Regions from separate parts of the Mus musculus genome. Here regions 1 and 3 are each linked to region 2. The links are chromatin contacts, called in public promoter capture Hi-C and targeted proximity ligation maps. All regions are on one chromosome and are shown on one strand. The core of a region is the stretch at or near the end of the contact, and the rest is flanking DNA. Distances in the headings are between cores, read along the strand shown.

The links. Promoter capture Hi-C pulls out the DNA fragments that hold promoters and counts their contacts.
Region 1: a targeted proximity ligation map of microglia shows a contact between it and region 2, with 6 times the contacts expected there. A contact is called at or near these places in 1 of 39 promoter capture datasets (the C10 cell line) and 1 of 130 datasets of targeted methods (microglia).
Region 3: a promoter capture Hi-C map of liver shows a contact between it and region 2, with 2.0 times the contacts expected there.

Annotation. Positions count from the first base shown.
Region 1 is chr19:23,757,390-23,760,313 of GRCm38.p6, reverse strand. Apba1 (amyloid beta (A4) precursor protein binding, family A, member 1) reads right to left here and starts at 1,438. Exons shown (of 13, transcript NM_177034.3): 1 at 1,223-1,438.
Region 2 is chr19:24,475,520-24,478,799 of GRCm38.p6, reverse strand. Fam122a (family with sequence similarity 122, member A) reads left to right here and starts at 1,326. Exons shown (of 1, transcript NM_026520.3): 1 at 1,326-3,021. The coding sequence starts at 1,444. The coding sequence ends at 2,298. All of the region lies in intron 1 of Pip5k1b (phosphatidylinositol-4-phosphate 5-kinase, type 1 beta), which reads left to right.
Region 3 is chr19:24,998,196-25,001,215 of GRCm38.p6, reverse strand. It overlaps Dock8 (dedicator of cytokinesis 8), which reads right to left and starts at 1,687. Exons shown (of 48, transcript NM_028785.3): 1 at 1,513-1,687. The coding sequence starts at 1,565.

The sequences.
Region 1 (2,924 bases), core at 189-2,688, 720 kb after region 2:
TTATATCCATGGGTCTCGGGAAATTTCAGTTCCTAAATGGACCTTCTAACCATTGTGAAAGCCGGGAGAGTGGCTGTCACTAGCATCCCATTTCCCACGGAAAAACACCCAAGAGAATGCATGTTGGGGCACTCTTTTTTTTTTCCTTGTTTTTTTTTTTTTTACTTCCCTTTCAATCTTGTTCTTGTATTTTTAAAGCCCCCACCTTCTTTACACACCTCAAGAGTTTATTCTAAAAGAATCATTGCAAAGACTATCCAATCTTCAGCTAGAAGGTTTTCAGTACTTATATATGGAAGGGAGTCTGGTGATAAAAGTTGTGGGAACGGGAGAGGAAGATGACCATTAAACACCCTCTTCTTGGGGTTAGACAAGAGATAAACAATAGAAATTGCAGAGTCAGGCAGTCAATGAGAGGCTGTGAAGTGCCAAAGAAAGCGCCCTTCAGAGCCAGGGACACCAGCTGTCTCAAAAGGTGTAACCATTATCCTGGTTTGCTGCCATGTGCCTCAAAGCAACCGCTCACTTCCACATCCCCGTGTTAGGACGTTAGGGAAAGGGGAAGCGAGAATCCGTACACCCAGCCACCCAAGAACAGTAGCAGAACAGAAACTGTTCTTAGACTTGCAGGGTCAAAATAACCAATACTGTCCCACAGTGTTAGCTGGCGGCATCAAGTCAGGAAAAGCAGATCGCTGGATGTGGGGCGCAGTTTTGAGAGCGTGGATCCAATTGCACGCTAAACACTCACTCTTACACGGGATTTTACAAACCCGGCCTTACCCTACTGCCTCCCCTCCACACTTCACACACCAAGTGCATCCTGCCCACCTCACGGTTTCCATCATCAGTCAGCCAGAGAGGAGGGATCCTAGCGGGGATTCCTGGAAATGTCATCTCCCCCTACACTTCGGATCTGCCACCTCCATCCCCTCTGCTATCACACACACACACACACACACACACACACACACACTCCTTCCGTGACTGTCATCAGGCCCGCTCTTCCCAAAGCCGGGTATCTCAGCGCGCACCGGACGCCTGGCATCTCTCTAGTACACACCCTTCCCCCGCCTCGCTAGCTCCAAGCACTGCCTCCCTGGATGTCGCCTGCCGTCCCTGTTCATCCGCACTATTGTTCCACGCTTCACCCCTAGCTCCCGGGATCATCCCTCCAAAAGGACCCGAGCTCCGTCCGGGGCGTCGGGCGCCCGGCACTCACCCAGCCCGCCCTGGCGGTGGTACCTTGCCTGACAGCTGGGTCCGCGGGCCCGCGGGAGCAGGCGGCGCTAGTGACAGCGACCGTGCCAAGCCTGGGAATAAAGCTGCTCTCCAGCTGCTCCCGCCTCCAGCGCCACCATCTTCCCCCGCCGCCACCGGGACCGCAGCCGCCCGCGCCCCGCTCCTCCGGCTCTAGCTCGGCAGCCGCTCGGGCCCCTCCGGCCGCGGCCCCACCCCCTGCTCGCCGCCCGCTCGCCCTCGTGACGCGCGCCGGGGCCGGGCGGCTGCGACTGACGGCGGGGGGAGCGCGCGCACGCCGCGTGCAGCAGCGCCCCTGCCTCCCACGCCCACCCGCGTGCGCGCGCGCGGCGCGGGCCCGACGCGACAGTCCAGCTCGGGCGCGCGTGAGCGTGCGAGGGGTCCACAGCCGTCGCCGTAGCTGTGCGCGAGTCCCTCCCTCTCGTGGCCGAGAGCCTGGAATGGACTACGTGGCTGCCTCCCGCGGGGACACAGGGGGACCTCCACGGTCCTCTGTCCCAGGTCCCTAACGCTCATCCCCGGCCCCGTCTCTGCGAATGGGCTCTGGTCACGCTTAGGACACACTGCCGCGTGGACGGCTGCCCGTGTCCTCTTGCTTAGTGACACGCAGTTTTCCCGCTTCCCGGGCCTGAAAGCCAAGAAAAAGCTTGGAGCTTGCAATGCGGCGCTGCGCTCCTCGAGTGGCCGCGAGGGGGCGCCCGCGTGAGCTTGAGAGGAACAAGCTGGGCGTCTGTCTGGCCGCCCACTGGGGGCGCTGCCCAACCCGCCCCACCCAGAAAGCGTCTGGAAGGCGGGGTCGGGAAATGGTCCACTTGGTTTCTCGATGCCCGTTGCTAGGAGCTTAAAAGAGTCTTCCAGACGTGCAGAGGCAATTCGCCTGGTATATGATTAGGTTCTCTGGAGGGTGGGGACCCTGAGCACTAGGGACCAGGTAGCAGGTGTTGTGACTTAATGAAAAGGTGGACTGGCCCCTGGGCGGCGGCGGGGTGGGAGTGGAGGGGCGAGGGCGGGGCTGGGTTCAGGCGCCTGGGTTCAGGCGCCAGCTCCATCTGTAATAGGCGATTCCATAGCTACATCCTCCCCCCTCTTTGGGACAGAGTTCTCAATTTAAAAATTAAGGGTCATATTCCCCCGAAACCTTATAATTTTCAAGTCCGTCTTAGTATGCATATTCTCATCTAGTGAAATGAAGACAAGCCTTCCTTATCTGACCTAGGGAGAGATAAATCTATCATTATACAGTATTTCCATATTAAGCACAGTATCTCCAGAAATATCTACGGGTGTAGCCCGAGGCATCCTAGAATTCTTGTTTAGCCTTAAAATTCACATGAATTTCTGCATTCTACTTCGTAATTAGTTTCTTGGCTTTGACAAAGAAAAGTATAGCTTCTCCTGTCCCCCCAGTATCTTTTCATAAAACTTAAACATATACTAGAAATAAGGGCCATTGTTGTTTTTCTTGTGACAGTCATTCCCTATTCATCTTGTCAGTAAAACTACCCTCTCTGGTGAAAGCCAGATAGGGTCCTCGTCCCTCCAGAATTCATAGCACCCTGGGAAAACTACACATCAGAGAACAACTGTGAACTTTCCAACTGCCAAGGTGCAGGGGTATCTGATGTTCCCTGGACTGCCTGAGGAAAAAGCCTTTCCAGGAGACC
Region 2 (3,280 bases), core at 77-2,576:
GAAGTTTGAGATTAGCCTGAGCAATGACTTAGTGAGACTCCATCTCAAACCATAACAGATAAAGCCCAAGCCTATTATTCCCCTGCCTAATACTGCTCAGGGACTTATAATCATAGGACTGGGCGCTCAGTCCGTTGACCTCTCAGGTCACCTGTCTCCTTCTTGATTTTTCTTTCCTTGTTCTTCCCCAGACGGGTGGGTATGTTGGCCCTTCGCATTGGTTGGAACACTCGGCCCTGCCCCCACCTCCCACAGTCCACAGGATTTGTCATTTACAACTGAACTCTGCCCAACTGCCCCTCAAGGGCTATATATAGGTAGTGCTTGACCACACCGTCCCACTTCTACCTCCAGCCATACCACCAAAAGTCCCCTATTTTCTCATCCCCCACTCCCACCCAGTAGAAACTGAATGTCCTCACACAAGTCCATTTCCTAGCACAGTACCTGGTACATAGTAAGTAGGTATGCCCGAATAGGAGACTTGACTGAATAAATGAACACATACAACTTCCCTGTTAATGAGATACAAAGTTTTGTATTAATTACATAAGCTAAAAATCTGTTGATCTATGAATGTGTCTTTTTTTTTTCTTTCATTGGATTCCCACACCAAGTGAACATTAGTATGTGCACGGTTAACGGCAGAAATATGACAACTTTTTTAAAAAAGATGTCACAAAGCTTCTTCCTCCCAACCGCCTTAAGTCTACTATTCTCTCTTGGCCCTCCCCGATTCTGTCCTAGTGTAAATCAACCTCCTCTTTGGCCTTTTCCCTGTAGGTTCTAATCCCATGTCTTCTTCCTCAGACCTCAGCCAAAGGCTGCTCCTGTACCCTAATATGCTTCCTTGAGAACGCCCGGGAGTTCATTGTTCTCAAAAAAAGCCCAGAACTTGCTCTTGTCCACCATCAGGCTAACAACCCTGTCCTCCTGGTTCCTGTCTGTCACCTAGCTGGGTAGCAGTGGCTCCCTGCTTCCAGTCCAGTTTTACAAAGCGCCGCCGTGGCCTCCTTCAGACTTCCCTCTGGGAAGCCCACCAGGCCGGGCCAAGCTCAATCATGAAGCCCCACATCACCAAGGGCCTATCTTTCTGAGCTCACACTTGCTTCATAAGCACATACACTTCTCAATGCCCCGGCCTCCGTAACCTGCCTTCCCGCGAGCCCGCGCCCAGTGACTATTTGCGGAAGAAACGAACACTGGAGTCGCCCAACCACTGCTCGCCCCCTGCCCCCGCCGCGGCGCCGCAGCCATGACGCACTAAGCTGGCGCCGCGAGAACGGGCGTGCCAGGGCGCCTGCGCGAAGGGGCACGCCTGCGCAGAGGCGCGAACCCGCTGACAGATTCTCGAAGGCGGCGGCGGCGGCGGCGGCCTTGGGCCGCGGGGAATGGGAGTCCCAGGGCCCTGACTGAGCACCGCCCCCGCCTCCCGGCCGCGCCATGGCTCAGGAGAAGATGGAGCTGGACCTGGAGTTGCCCGCGGGCGCGAGCCCGGCGGAGGGCGGCGGCCCTGGCGGCGGGGGCCTGCGGAGGTCTAACAGCGCCCCCCTGATCCACGGCCTCAGCGACTCGTCGCCGGTGTTCCAGGCCGAGGCGCCCAGCGCCAGACGGAACAGCACGACGTTCCCGAGCCGCCACGGCCTGCTGCTCCCGGCCTCGCCGGTCCGAATGCACAGCAGCCGCCTGCACCAGATCAAACAGGAGGAGGGCATGGACCTGATCAACCGAGAGACCGTTCACGAGCGCGAGGTGCAGACCGCAATGCAGATAAGCCACTCCTGGGAGGAAAGTTTCAGCCTGAGTGACAACGACGTGGAGAAATCCGCCTCCCCGAAGCGCATCGATTTCATTCCGGTGTCTCCGGCACCGTCCCCGACCCGGGGAATTGGGAAGCAGTGTTTCTCACCGTCCTTGCAAAGTTTTGTGAGTAGCAACGGACTGCCTCCAAGTCCCATTCCCAGCCCAACCACCCGATTTACCACCCGGAGAAGCCAGAGTCCCATCAACTGCATTAGACCAAGTGTTCTTGGACCATTGAAAAGAAAATGTGAAATGGAAACTGATTATCAGCCAAAGAGATTTTTCCAGGGCATCACCAACATGCTGTCTTCTGACGTTGCACAGCTGTCAGACCCCGGTGTGTGCGTATCTTCCGATACCCTGGATGGAAACAGCAGCAGTGCCGGATCTTCCTGTAACTCACCAGCGAAAGTCAGCACTACCACCGACTCTCCTGTGTCGCCCGCCCAAGCAGCCTCCCCCTTTATTCCAGTAGATGAACTTTCCTCAAAGTGACTCACTCATCTTGAATCCCCCTCCCCCAATGGAGAGACAAAAAAACAAAAACAAACAAAAAAAAAAAGAAAGAAAAAAATCAAGTTAGAGCAAGCACTGAACTTTGTCGATTACGTTAAAGCCGTTTCCTATTTGACTCTTCCCTCTTTTTGGAAATTCCTGAAATGTTATTCTAGAGAATTTCTATGTCAGGTTCCTGGGGATGCCCTTGAATTCAGTGTAGTAATATTTTCGGACTTTTTATCAATAAGTGTGTTGAAGCATACATTTTACGCTGCTAATATGTCTAAATACATATGTTATCCCTTGATTTTTTAAATAATTGAGAGCTCTATTTATTTATGGGATTATTAAGTTCTGATGAAAATATAAATGTTGAATTTCAGTTTAGTAAACTGATGTTTTAAAATTCCATAGTTCATGGCACACTAATTTTTGGTGTTTTCAATGGTTGCTATTTTACATCTACTGAAGAATTTACCTACTTACAGCTTTAAAAAGAATGTTAGTCATATCAGTCCATTGGTTGTCTAGTTTACCCAGGAGCCCTTGGTATTTAATGTCCTAGGCAGAAAGGTGGATGGGAGGGAAAAACGACAAAAGGAGAAATAGCACTTGCAGCAAATGTTTTAAAATTCAGTATATAAAGTAAATATTTACGGACATTTTCTAACACTTTTCATAGTAACTCTGGTAAATCACACTAATACAAGTACAGAAATGACAAGTTTCTTTGTGAAAACATTTTTAACCAGAAAGTGCATTCTTTTGGGTATAGTCCTAAACAAGCAGGGGGACGGTGCCTTGTAGTCTTAGCTCACATGGAGACAGGTGAAGGCAAGGCTCTTGCTGCCATCTCAGATTTAACACTTGTGAAATGTAAATGTGTGAGAAGCACCGTTGAGTGTTGGAGAATACCCAGACAGACGATACTCTCTCAATCCTTGATAGACTTGAAGCTATCCAGTCACGTCTCCATTCT
Region 3 (3,020 bases), core at 438-2,937, 520 kb before region 2:
AATGTGTATGCCCAATGGGATATACTTAGTTTGCAGCAAAACTTTGTAAGGAAATTTGAATGTAGCCTGGCTCTTGGTTTTCCTAACACTGTTTTGCTTGGGTGGTTGCTTCTGTTTTGTTTCCTTGTTGCAAGGTCTCTGTATGCAGCCTAGACTGGCATCCAGCTTGTGATTGTCTTGTCTCAGCCTCCTGAGGGCTGGGATGATGGGTAAGTCCACCACTTCTGGCTAAGGACTTTAATCCTCCACCCTTGGGTTATACCAACCCCGAAGCTCCTTGCAAGAGCGTCTCCAGGCTTGCATTAGGTCCCAGACAGTCACTTCAGATCAGTCTCACCCCTCCTGAATCCCTAACAGCTTCCTGCCCTTGTTCCTTGTTTCCTGGCTTTTTTTCTTTCTCATGACAGGGACAAAGAGAGGAGAAGCGGGGAAGGCAATGATGACAGCCATCAAAACTTCCTATGCCCCTACGGCCCCACTGCAGCCAGGACAGCCTGATGAGGGGAAAGGCTCCGATAGGAAGACTGAATTATGATATAGTTACCCTTTAGCATTTGTATACAGTCCACATTAATAATTAAACTAATTGGACAGATGAAATAGTGAAGGAAGTGAAAGGTCTTGCTCACAACTGCACAGGGAAACTCCACTGGCCCTCTGTGGTCCTTACCGCTCACTATTCAAGGATGGTGATTCCTAGTGACTCCAGCTTCACTCACTAGCAGCCCAAAGATGAATTACTGTGGGCCAGCGTCCCACATGCAAAAACAAACAAACAAGAACAAGAAAAAAACACCAACCCTGGAAGTCCTCCAGAGCGCTGCCCTTCCACATTATCTTTTAGCCAGGCAGTCTAGATTTCCCAGGTCAAGGCAAAAATGCCCCCTTGAATACTTGTCAGCAGTTTTCAGTGGAGGAAACGCCGCCGCTTGAGTCTACCGAGAACTTTATGAGTAGTCAACTCACAGAGATGTGGCGTGTGCAGCTCTGTTTATAAATTGGAAATCCCTGTGTTCTTCACTTTTCTAGAGTGCTAGAAATCTTTAAACGTCAGCTACAGCTCATTCCCTTTCGCTTATTTAAAGGAGGAATTTTTTTAAAATCATTTTTTCCACTTCATGGTTGGCTCCTTTTGGACCAAGGTATAAAAATAGCGCTGCCATCCAAAGCCAAGATGTTTTTTGGAAAGAGGGGGTTGAAAGAGCCCTAACCCTGGACCACGGACCGATCTGCTTCAAAGCAGGGCTGATTTTCAGCCACTTAGCTTCTTTCCGCTGTCTCCCGACTGGAAGGAAGGCGCAATTTGTTAAGCCAAGTTCGGGCGCGCGACCCCGCGCTCCGGGTCGGGCCACCTGTCTCAGAACAGCGAGGGCGGCGGGAGCCACGCCGGGTTGGGGAGGTGGCGCAAGACGCTGGTCCGGACAGCAGCGCGGGTGACAAGAGGACGAGAATGAGTCGCCACGGGGACCGGCGCGCCCCGCCGCGGACTGGCCAGGAACCGCGCCGTCTTACCTGTTGATCTTGAGCGCGAAGGCGCGGCGCTCGGCGCTCGGCAGCGTGGCCATGGCGCGCGCGCGCGGTTCCACGGCTTCGGGGCTCGCGGGGCTGCGGGGGGACGGGACCCGAACGCACAGCCGCTGCAGAGCCCGGCGCGCCCGGCGCCAGCCTCATCTGTCAGCCGCGCCGCGGAAACTTCCGCATTTCCACCTTGGCCGCGCAGCTCCCGGGGGGAGGGCTCTGCTCCCTCCGCCGCCCGCGGCGCCGCCCGGCCTGGCACGCACCGAGCGCTTGGCGAGGGCGTGGACGCCGCGCCGAGCCGCGCTCCGGATACTCAGAGTCGCCGGCCGCAGGCGCGCGTTTCCCCCGCCGCTGACCCGGGACCGACGGGCACGGTGGCTGCGGAGCGCGGACCGCGAGAGCTGGCCGGAAACGCCGGCGGCCGGAGCCGGAGGGCGACTGGGGCAGTGAGCGCTGGATCCAGAAGCAGCCAGCGGGGTCTGGAGGGGCCACCCGGTGGATTGACGCCATTCCTGGGAACATTTCTTTTTAAGGCAGCCTCTTAGGACATCAGTCGACTTTTTCCCAGCCGAAGGCGCACTGTCATTCATGGGACACTTTATTATAATGGCTGCATCCCACGAGTAAATATTAGGAGCTATATGACTTTTCATTTTAGAACCTGAGGGAATACACAGCATTGAGATTGACCGGTATCTCAACAGAGTTCTGTTTTACATGGAGAAACCTGACCAGACCACAAAGGAGAAATCTGGAGAAATAAAAATAAAAATAATCCCCAAAGGATGAGCGTGGAAAAGACTGTGCCTATTTCAAGTAATATATTTGGTCCAAGTTGTGTTGTATGAACTCCGTGTGTTTCCACTTGTCAACTTGCCTTCGGAAACACGAAAGGGCTATATTTTTGGCTCAAAGCTGCAGAGTCTAGATATGGAAGCCACAAGCCACATGTGGCCGTTGGCCACTTGAATTTTTGGTTAGTCTAAAGTGAGATGGGTTGGAAAATAAATACACACTGGGTTTCCAAGACAGTACAGAAAAAAAATAAGGCAAAATGTCTTAATTTTTGTATTGATTGCATGTTAAAAACAATCCTTTGGAAGCTGTTAAGTTAAGAAACATATTATTAAAGATAATTTCACCTGTTTGTTTTTCCCTGTATTAAAATGTGGCTCCCATTAAGAAGATGTAAAAATTACTTCCTTAGCTCACATTTGCTGGCACATTGAGTTCTTACTGAACAACACTGGTCCACTACAACTTAATTTGTAACCTAATACTAAAATACTGGCCGACCATATGCTATTTATTCTTGGCAGCCTTCTTCCTCTGCTTCTGGGTAGGTAGTTGAGCAAACCTTCAGAGCTGGTTAGGTAACTCTCCCCCTCCCTCATACCAATGCCTTTAAACATAAAAGACAATGTGTACAACATAACAATACAGAGACTCTAAGTACAGACCGACAGAAAACACGACTTTAATAAACGAGGCCAACTATTCCT